Regions from separate parts of the Gossypium hirsutum genome. Here region 1 is linked to region 2. The links are chromatin contacts, called in public Hi-C maps. All regions are on one chromosome and are shown on one strand. Each heading gives the region's core, a stretch centred on a gene start, on an enhancer-like site or on the middle of the called end of the contact. The rest is flanking DNA. Distances are from core to core; before and after follow the strand shown. Region 1 overlaps LOC121227948 (a long non-coding RNA gene). Region 2 holds the start of LOC121227947 (probable LRR receptor-like serine/threonine-protein kinase At1g53440).

What was found. Hi-C and Micro-C count contacts between places; a contact is called where the count stands out from the background.
Region 1: a contact with region 2 is called in a Hi-C map of leaf, with 2.8 times the contacts expected there. The contact joins the enhancer-like site here to the promoter of LOC121227947 in region 2. A contact is called at or near these places in 8 of 34 Hi-C or Micro-C datasets (callus, hypocotyl and leaf).

What each region holds. Positions count from the first base shown.
Region 1 is chrA04:11,589,988-11,595,998 of Gossypium_hirsutum_v2.1, reverse strand. It overlaps LOC121227948 (a long non-coding RNA gene), which reads right to left. Exons shown (of 2, transcript XR_005925470.1): 2 at 4,532-5,020. Among protein-coding and RNA genes, the nearest start is that of LOC121227948, 3.9 kb to the right of the region's middle. Within about 2 kb of position 2,503, at least 8 of the 9 cell types and tissues checked have an H3K27ac peak or open chromatin away from gene starts, as enhancers often do. A contact at or near this core is called in hypocotyl and leaf, where this site is marked.
Region 2 is chrA04:11,517,527-11,523,294 of Gossypium_hirsutum_v2.1, reverse strand. It overlaps LOC121227947 (probable LRR receptor-like serine/threonine-protein kinase At1g53440), which reads left to right and starts at 3,087. Exons shown (of 24, transcript XM_041110919.1): 1 at 3,087-3,624. The coding sequence starts at 3,510.

The DNA.
Region 1 (6,011 bases), core at 1,254-3,753, 73 kb before region 2:
GGAAGGATTTCTTCAACATCAACTCTCCTTTATGGTATTCCCTCGGGTGAACTCTCTTGTCATGAGCCTTTATCTTTCGTTTCTAATATATTTTTCTATGACATATCGCTTTCAACCTCTTTTCCTCTAAGATTCAATTGTTCATACCTTTTTTTGGATCCATTCGAATTCTTCCTATTTCAGAGTCATCAAAACCTACTAAAAATCTTTACTTTAATCAATAGCATTGCTTTCCATTCCATATGCCAAGGAAAATGGTTCTGCTCCTATAGAAGTTTGCATAGAGGTATGATATTCATAAAATGTGAAAGGTAATTTCTTGCGCCAATCTTTATAGGTTTTAGCCATCTTCTCAACAATTCTCTTAATGTTCTTGTTGGTTACTTCAATTGCTCTGTTCATCTTTGGATGGCATGGTGCTGAATTATGGTTCTTGATCTTAAATTGTGCACATATTTTTGTAACACCCTTCACTCATCCCAACGACCGGTATGGATTTGAGTTGCTACAATGACATTTTCAAGCTTATACAAAATTAAACTATTATGAAAATGGCCCTTTTCATGACATATTCTTGTTCTTTAAAAGAAACTAACTACATTTAGAAGATTTAGAGATAAATTGAAATCGTTTTTAAGCCATCAAATACTAATCGGGACAATTAGTCTCAAGTACATTTCACAGTGAAAGTCTCAAAACCATTTATGAAATCAAACTTGAAGACAATTTAATAAAATCATAAAATTTAGATAAAATTAGTTTGAAGCTTACGAACCATTTTAAAATCTTTTAGAAACATTTTGAGGGTGATTGGAGGTGTTTGGGGTCAATTCTAACCCACCAAAAGTCAAAACAAGTCAAAACAATGCAATATGGGATAATGTGGTGCATGATCTTGTGACATTATATAATATTGCAACGTTGTATTACATGATGTTGTGACATCACTCTTTGCATTCCCAATGTTGCAACATTGAGAGGGATGATGTTGTAACATTGCTCTCTATATGCTCAATGTTGTGATGTTGCAAGGGATGAGGTTGCAACATTGTAGCAGAGCAACTCAAAGCACTTTAAAAAAAATTGAAACATCAAAATGTATTATTAAGCTGAAAAACATTTCAAACCACATTCAAATGACATATAAGATTCACATTCATTCCAAAAATGAACTCAAAGTAATTGAGAGCCATTACAAATAATAAATTTGAATAAATCCTTCACATTAAATTATAAACACTTTGTACAAATCTCTAATAGGTTCAAGCCCTTATGAACTTGCCATTCCAATGACACATCATGGAACATTGCCATAGGTTAAACCTTCTTTAGTCATTGAGTGGTGATGTGATGCGTCCAAGTTGCAAACTCAATCCTCTTGGAAAGATTTTATTTATGTGTTTAAACAACTAATTCAATATGCTTGGAGAGTTTAGTAAGTACTTAAGGATTATATTAGCTTGACTTTGGTGGATGAAGATTTTCTACTTGTTTTTGGTGGGAAAGTAAAAGGTATAGGTCAAACTTCGGTAAAAATTTTGGATTGAAAGGAAGAACAATTGAGAAAAGTCTCTTTTAATTTCTCCTATAATGGGGTTCTCACATTTCTCTTTTCTTTTCTTTTAAAACCCCTTACGCTTGGTGTAAGTTAAGGTCTGTATGATTCACTTTTAACCACCATATAAGAATCTAATCTAATGACTTCAAATTATTCCTAGTAATTTAATATTTCCAAACATAATTTTAATATAACTTTTAAATAAAATGATTAAAATGTATTTTAACTTCCTTTTTTACTCCATTCATGACACCTAATACCTCCAAAATCCCCATAGTTGTACTTATAATTACTATTTGATAATTCGTGCATAAATTTGCATTTAAAATCTTTCTCGAGAATTTGAAAATTTTATGATTTACTCCTTAAAATTTAGTTCAAAACTCCCTTTTCTTCGAGCTTACTCACTTTTCTGATCCTATGACACTTTATCACTGCTATTTAACTCAGCTCTTCATTACTAGGGAATTTTCACTTTATGTTCTTGTACTTTTAAAAGTTTATAATTTGGTCCGAAAAGTGACTCCATCATAACTTTTTGAGAATTTCAAAATTCGAATGAAATTAAAACATGCAGAGACTAAAGATGTAATTAGAAAACAGGGAAACCCTTAAAAATCAAGGCAAAAAAAATCCACCGACGGATTTTTTTCCTCTAGCTTCTTCTTCTTTCTCCGGCGGCGGGAACCTAACGTTCTCTAATTTCCAGCGGCGGTGCACGGTGGCTATTACAAAAAAATATCTTTCTTTTTTTTTTTTCTTTTTATTCAAAATCTCTTCTTCTTTCTCTTAAAACCGATTTTTTTTTCCTTTCAAATCAGTTACTCTTGAATAAAAAAATCAAAACATTTCCCTTTTCTTTGTTTTATTCAAAAGCTTTGACCTTCTCATCTGGCATGTGCGGGACCAGCTTCTAGGGCTTCAAAACCCTAACCTGAACTCTCATAAAAGATGGGTCTCTAGGGCTTTGGACCAATCAAGCTTGACCTACACTTGGACTTTCACTTAAACTCAACTTAGCCATGGACCCAAATTTGGACCTTCAACTTGACTTGATTTGAACTTAGATTTTATTGATTTTTAAAACAAATCCCAAAACCTGAAATATTTTTGTGTTTAAAAATGAAAACATAAATTATAAAAATAAAAATGATTTTTTTATTGTTTAAGGGTGCAAAAAAATCTCAAATTTTTTTTAAAAAAGGTAACGATGTTCCAGTTTTTTTTTACTCATTTAAGTACTTAAAATTTTAAAATACATTAAAAAAGCCTTCGAATCTTTTCAAAAAAAGTAATTAAGCCTCTAATTTTTTTTTGCATTCAATTGAGTACTTGAATTTTCAAAATACATAAAAAAGATCTTCAAGTTTTTTTAAAAAAAAAAAGCAATTAAGCCATTACTTTTATTAAAAATTAGAAAAAAATATAAAAATGTAGAAATTTAAAAAATTATAAAATTTTATGAAGTCGTAAGAAAATTATACAAAATGTAAAGAAATATAAATTTTGTAAAAAAATTATAAAAAATTATTGTACCCAAAGAAGCATTTTATAATTTTTCTATAACTTTTATTGATTTTTATTTTTTTATTATTTTTCACCGCATGTCGCGTTGTGTTGTAACACGTGATGTCTTTAATTAAGAAATACTAGGGGTTGTTAATTTTTTATGATTTTTATAAAATTTTACATTTTTTTATTTTTTACGATTTTTATAAAAAATTATAATTTTTATTAAATTTTAATAAAATTTTTAAAATTTATTGTTTATAATTTTTAATTAGAGCATGGGTTTAATTGCATTTTTGAAAAATTTTGAGGGTCTTTTTGATGCATTTTGAAAGTTCAAATACCTAATTGAGTAAAAAAAGAGGGAGTTTAATTGCTTTTTTGGAAGAAGTTTGAGAGCTTTTTTCTTTTATGCATTTTGAAAGTTTAAATGCTCAATTAAATGCAAAAAAAAGAGACTTAATTATTTTTTTTAAGTTTAAAAAGCTTTTTATATCTTTAAGCCTTTCTTTATAAACAAAGTTTTCTAATTTTCTATTTTTTAAATGAATTTGAGTTAGAGTTAATTTAAATTCAGTGGACCAATTTAAATAAAGTCTAACTCCTTCAAAATTTAAGCAAAATCTAATTCAATTCCTGTAAAATTGTGAAAACAATTTAATTTAGGCTCTGTTTGTTTGCCAGTAAAATGTTTTCCGAAAAATAATTTCTGGAAAATGATTTACTTTTCTAAAAATGATTTACTTTTCTGGTGTTTGGATGAGTCTGTTAAAATATTTTTTGTTGTTTGGCAGAATTCTTAAAAATATTTTCCGAAAAAGCTGTTTTTACGTATATTAACAAATTTATATTTTAAATTGTTTTTACATATATTGCAATGATTTATTTATAAATAAATAAATCAAATTAAATATATAATAATACTCAATTATTAAGCTCGAATATTAACCGTTATAAATTGAAAATAACCAAAATCAAATAAATTATTTCTAATTGTGTTATAAAATAATAAAAAACAAGGATTTAATAATTATAGAAATTAATACTAGAAACCAATATATATAAAACCCTTAATTTTATTAAAGTACTCATGTCATATATATATATATATAATATTAATATGTACAGACTCGTGCATGGGATAAACTCTTCAAATACATGGTTCAACATAAGTGTTAGAACATGAATCTTGCAAGAAAAATGAATAAACTCCATAAAGCAATGTTTGATGGAAATTATGACAACTGACCATAAAAGTCCTAATTAGAATCTTAATTCCTAAGAAGAATGTATAAGAAAATCCATTAAATCAATCTCTTCTTTTCTATTATCTTCTTAAACATATTTCATCTTTGTTTCGATCTTCAGTAGGTACCAAAATTTTGTTCCTTTATGTTCCTAAACCTCCTGCCATTTTCTTTTAATGGTTGAAAAAAGAAGGAAAAAGAGTGCATAGAAACAGAGTTAAAACAACCAACAACAGAGAGTTGAAATTAGATAAGGAAGAGGGACATAAAAATGAAAGGAGAACCTCAATCCAGTTTCTTCATCTGTACATTTATTAACGTTCAATTTGCTGACCCTAAAATCCAATTGAATTTCTCTTATGGCTCCATTAGTGAGAAGATGATGAGCAATCAATTATTTGATGCTTCCTACATTAAAAAAATAAAGAAGAAAAAGTTTCTCATCGATGTTGTGTACAACCATATTCTTGATTCCAACTTTCTGGTGAAGTCTTCATCTCCTATGAAGCCACCTTTCAAAATGCATGGAGTATCAATGATAGTTACATTAGGAATCTGAGTTTTGTACCGTTCAAAGCATTGAAATCATTCCCTCTATGAGTATTTCATTTCAAAGAGATGTATTTGGCAGCAGCGGTGTTTCTTTGCATAATCACTCTGTCAAATATGGCTTTCATCTGCGTCAGCTCATCAAATATCTTCTCAACTGCAGAAATAAATTATGAAGTAATAAAGAAAACTGCATATTAAAGAAGGCTATGATAACCATGATCCTTGTTTATAGAGAAAGATTGCCTCAAATGATATTAACTCCCAATTTTCTGATAGTTTTTGTTTAAAATTCACTTGGAATGATGATTGAAGTCGTTGCGTACATTAATCAGTACCAAAAACATGTCATCTACATAAAACCATTATAATTTTGAGTCTGTGCAGATTGATCACTGCAGTTTGGAAAGGCAAAAGTGAATCTCATAGGTGTCACATAGAAAAACCCATAATCTATTTACACGAGGACGGCAGCAGCATGCATCAACCTAGTGACATATGCTATTTATGTACATTCGGCGTAACTTTATCCAGTATTGTTAAGACAAGCACCTAGGCATTGCGCCTTAGCATAAAAAACAAAAGCACCTGAAACCCCTTCAGGCTAGGCGCATTCAGTAGGCACAAGCTCGGCACCCCTAGGCATGCATTTTTGTAAGGCAACACACACACAAAAAGGAAAAACCATTTTGAAAAGGGATCCTTCTTAATATTTGAGTATACGGCGATAGGCACAAGACCAAAAGAAATCATGCACACAGGCCAACAAAATTAAAAGAAAATTTAGCTTGTTCACTAAACAAATTCGACCAACTTTCAGAGTTTATTATCTTAAGTATAAATCTTAAGCTTATTATATACACAAGCATATACTCATCAAGACTAATAGATATACAAAAATGCACACACAATACTTGTTACACCTTATTTCACTCGAGCAAAAGTGTTTTTCTTTAGCGCTTCGTGCCTTAGTCAATACAAGGGTTCGAACGCGTAGAGTGCACACCTTGCCCTTAACAAAATGATCTTTGCCATCCATCAATTTGTAAAATCAATCAAACATGGATACTATTAACAGAGTTCTCTATGTTCTAAGCTAAGAGCCAATACTTTCTTCCTTATACACACACAGAAACAATCAACATTCA
Region 2 (5,768 bases), core at 1,838-4,337:
ATAATTTATTAATAATATTAACAAGTAACTTTCGTCAAATCAACTCTAAAATTCGAAAACTATCACGGATGTTATATTGTATTTAACAAATTAAACTAATAGTTCTATTCTATTAGCAAAATCATGAAAACTCAAATCTAATAATATTAAAAATTTACTTTCATCAAATCAACTTAAAACCCAAATTAAATACTAAAGAGTTAATATCGTTACTCATGACACCAAATTAAATATATAATTTTTATTAAATACATGTACCACTTTAAGAAAATACAAATATCACATTAAAAAAATCAATCTCAATATCAAATAATATATTAAATCTATTATACAACATTAAAATGTGTATTGAAAATTATATACATCATTATTGCCAATGAAAGACGTGGGGTCAAGTGCGCTGAAACGCATTATCCTCCTATTTATGAGTTAGAAAGGACTATAGACAATTCTAGACATTGTATCAAAAAAACATCCCAACCTATATATATAAAATCTAAGATTTAGCGATATTTTATTATAGTTTTTTTTAACAATCTTCTTATAGGTTTTGAGTATATTTGCTCTTTTTACCCAACCAATAAATAGGAGGACAATGCGTTTTAAAGCATTCAAACCTACGTTGTCCTACATTAGCAACAATGTCCATAACAATCGAGCTAAGGCACAACCATCAATTATAATGTGATGTTAGAACATACCTTAAGAGTTCACAAAAGAGTAAATGATAAATTTTAAAACTACACATAAATATTGATTTAATATGTAATTTGATATATAAACTTTAATTTGACCCAATTATACATATGTAACTCTTATAAAAATATAATTTTGATTCGATTATACACATTTAAAGAAATACATAAAGCAATTAATTTTATATTAGTTTATAGGCTTTTTTTTCTATAATAATACATAAAAATAATTAATAACCAGAATAATATGAAAAAAATGTTACCTAAATAATTTGAACTATGCATTTGGAACCCAAAATCTATATGGTAGCAGATAATTTTGGGTTAAAATAGTTACACTAATTATGTCAAAAACAAATAGATATAATCCGAAATCGATAAACGATATATCGATTTGGGGTTGTTGGTAACGCATGAGAATGCCAAATCATCATGGTGGCTGACAATTGGCGGATGAGTGTGTAATTAACGCCAACCACCGCTCGTGACAATAAATGCCATTCCACCCCCTACCCTACTTCTATTCCACACGCCCATCCTTTTCTTCACTCTCAAATTCCCTCAACCCCACTCCCAAATCGGCAACCTATTTGGCTGGTCATTTCCAATAAAAAAAAAATCAAAATTACTCCTCAATACTCAAAACCCTAAACCTAAATCACTTTTAAAACCCTAAAACCACATAAAAAATCATTTTTTCCTTTTACAATCCAAAAATAAATGGTTTTTTATAATTATAATTTATTTTAAATATAATTTAGTAGTTGACATATTTGGTTTGAAATAAATTGAATCGATAAGATAAGTGCTTCTCCAACTAATATAATTTATTTTTATTAAATTATATGTTTATTGTTATTTGAAAAATAAATGGCATGTTATTAATAAATGCGATTATTATAAGTATTATAATAATTAGTGAATAATGTAGAAATTATGTTATTATTTGTTTGATTGAAATAAATATTGTTATATGTACATGTAGTAAACATTAGATAATATTCTACAAACAAATTTTATTAGCATATAAATTTTCATTTTTTTTAAAATTATAGAAATATTAGTTTAGGTTTCATGTTAAGTAAATAATTGTGATATAGAAAATTTGTAAATTTAAGTAATTTTGATTTCTAAATATTTATGTAATTATTGTATGTAGTATTTTTTTTATTGAATTTGGTATTATGATATAAGTGTGTGTTTAGGGTTTGAAACATTTATTTCTAAAGTTTAGGTTATGGCATTGATATGATTGCCTCACGTGTTTGATGATATGGAAAATTCGGATAAATTTAATTTAATAGTTATAAGATTTTAAAAACAAATTTATAATTTGCATTGAATTATTGACTAAATAAATTGGCAGTTAGTTGTTGGTATCCCCATAATTGGGACATGACCAAATTCATGAATATTTGGATGTTGTTGGATTCGAAAATGTCTTAAACATGAGGCCCTGCACAATTTGCCCAGAGTTAATTGTTGCGTTGTTGGAACGATAACAACCGAGGATGCATACTTTTTCACTTATCATGTGGGGAGTATACCCATTGATGATTGGTCGTAGTAGGGGAGACGACACCTACCATGACTTTTGTTTCCAAGACATATATCATATATTTTAGGTAACTAATTTTCTTTTTGTTGGAAAAAAAATTAAATCTATGACTAAAATTTTATTATTACCAAATATTTGTTGGTTGGTTTTCGATACTTGAAAACTTTAACTCATCTTCTCTAAGTAGAACTATCTTTTAAGAAATTTGCCAACTCTATTAACTCATTGTTTTTTTCTTCTTCTCTTGATTAACTGTTTTTTTTTCCCACTTGGAAGCTTAACAAGAATTGGCTTCTTAAAAAGTTGGAGATTTTTAAATAAAGTTGGCGATTTTTAAATATTTCTATTTACGATAGGTTTGAGATTCTGGACCTCAAATCATGTCAAACGGTAGAAGATTACCTCGAAAGCCTAAGGGTGGGTTTGGAGGAGCGGTGCGGTGCGTTTAGCTTACTTTTTGTCTCACGCTACAGTATTACTACAGTATTTAATCTCACTGCCACTGCTGTTTTTACACTAACCGCAGGTAACCGCACCGCTCATTCAAACTCACCCTAAATCCACATGATAGCTGTGGATTTACCAGCAAAGATTGTTTACTACACCTGAGAACCCCAATATTGATTACCGATTTGGGGTTTCGAAGATTCCTTATCTGTTTAGGACATAATCACTGTCACTGCTTCAACCCCAAATCAACAGTCGTCCTCTCCATTTGGGATTTTTATGCACACTTTATATTATTTACATAATTTTTTTGGAATAATAATTATTTCGGGAAAAAGAAGCCCGGTTTATATATAGATATTGTAGGTACTGTATAATATTGATTTTGACTCTTCTAAGTAATAAATGCCGGCAACCGCCACCAAAGTCAAAGCGTGTGGCAGCGCCCGCTGCTGTAGAAAGCCTTAAACGGCGGCTCCTCCCCTGTCTCCATTTGATTCCTCAACTCATATATTTCTCACTCATTCCTGCGTCATTTTCTTTTCTTTTACATTAAAAAAGAAAAACCAGAAACCAAAGACAAAAATCTTCACACAAAAAAATCACACATTAATTCCTTTCCTTACGTTTGCTATTCTGTCAATAAAAACGACGTCTATTATATCATAACTTTATAACCATAACAACTACTCCACTTCGATTCCTCAGAAAGAAATCAACACTGTTCAAACAAAATCAAAGATACATTTGAGTTTTTTTCTTTTGGTTTTTAGAAGAAGAGAAAATTTGGGGTGTGGAAGAAGAGAAAAATGGGGTTTGTTTTCTCCCTATTTAAGATGGTCTCTGTTCTTTTTCTGGGTTTTTTGGCTTTGAATTGCTTCACGGAGTTTGGGTCAAATGCTCAAGTTTTGCCTGATAGTGAAGGTATGCATACTCTCTCTATAATTTATTCTTTATTTTGTTTTTTTGCTTTTGTTGTTGTTGTTTTTTTTTCTCTTTTGAAGTGAGTGTTTAAGTTAGTATTACTCTGTTTGGTTCCTAAGATTTCAAAGGAAAAAAACAGAGCATGTGAAGAAAATATACCTTCATTCTTCTCTTTAAGTTTCAAGTTTCTGGGGTTCCAAATTTTTCGTTTTGTTTTAAAAAAGAATGCTATTGTTCTGGATATAACTTAACAATTTTTGCTGCAAAATTTAAAGTTTTACTGAATTTGTAGCACAAATCTTTATTAAAAATGTCACACTACGATGCAAAGCTTTGTATTTTTTTGGATAGTGATGGTTTAGTTTGTTTGTTCATAGATGATACATGGTTACATAACTCTGTTTGGTTGCTAGGAAAATTCTAGTGAAAGAAAACAATTATAATTCATCTTAAGTATTGTTTGGTTGATGAGAAAATATGGGATACATGAATAGAAGAAACTATTGGAATATTTCAAAGGAGTTCATTGTGCGACTTTGTTTTTGTTTTCTCTTGCTACTTCTCTGTTTGGTTGCTGGGAAAATAAATAAATGTTTAAAGACAATGTTATATCCTTTATCCAGCATTTACTTTATCTTGTTGTTTCTACCAGTTTTTGATTGAAAGAAATATTTTCTCAGCAAACAAACAAATGATAACTATAATTATTATTTTTTAATTATTTATCATTTGGATTGCCTATTTTCTTGGACCAAATCAACTGGTTTTAGATTTTTTTAAAAAAATCTATTTTTTAAAGCTTTTTGAATATGTTGCTTTCATTTCCTCAAAAATTTTATAATTATCAATTTAGAAAAGGGAATTTCTGTTTCAAATCCATAGATATTCTTTTTTTTTTAATTTGCATAAATACTTTTTAGTCCCTCTAATTTTACAAAAAAAAAATCACCCAAAAATATATGGAAAAGTTATGTTAATTTTTACCTTAATTTTTACTGATATGGCATATATCCATAATTAATTAATTTTTTAAAATTTTAAAAATTAAAAATTATTAAAACCATAAAAATATAAAAATATTTTTTTAATTCTTAAAAATCAATTAATTGTTAACATACAACAAAGTTAACAAACGTCAATTTTTTCATTCATTTTAGGATAATTTGATAAACAATACAAATTTAAAGACTAATAAAGACGAAAAATTAAATAAAAAACTAAAATAATTTATTTTTGTAAAGTTGAAGGGCCAAAAAAATCATTATAACTTTTTTAATTCAACTTTGATTGCTTGATGTAGTAAAATGGTCCCAATCCTTGGCCTACAATTTGGACATTATCCCTATTTGCCTTCCATTGTTTGTACAAGTTGATATAGTAAATTGGCCTACAATTTGGATATTTTCCCTATTTGCCTTCCATTATTTCTACAATTTGGATGCAAGTAGTTTATGTGAATATTGAACACTTAGTTTAAGAAAGTCAGAGCCATAGGATGGTTTCAGTCAATGGTTAAATTACATATGATGGGCTAATTATTATACTATAATGTTTCATATGCTTAAACTATGAATTATTGTTTGATGGGACTATTAACTTTTTTGTGGTGAATGTACTCGAAAGGTCTCTCTATTATAAGGATTTGATCAAATTAGTACCTCTATTATTAAATAGATTTCGTTAATCCTTGTACCATTAAAAAGAATAAAATAGCACTAAATTGGAATGGAGTTAGCATTTACTAAATAAAAAATGTCATACAATTTAATAAAATTAATATATTTGAAGTTTTTATAGTTTTGTAAATGAAATATTTTATACAGTAAATGTTAAGATTTGGGCTTATTTTTTTTAATAGTATAGGGATTAAATCGATTCATTTAATGATAAAGGGACTAATTTGATACAATTCCTATATAGGGACTTCCCAAAGTACCTTAACCCTTCTTTTGCCAGTATATATTTATCTGTTTTCATGCTGCATTTTAATAATCATAATATATCCTTAATTAATATTTAAAAATATTTTGACTTCTTAAATTAGATGAGATCGTAGAATACTTTGATTTTTCTTTTTGTTAAGCCGTAAAGGTGGAGTCAGATTTTGATATTCGAGGTTAAAATATGCTGTTAGTCACTTTATT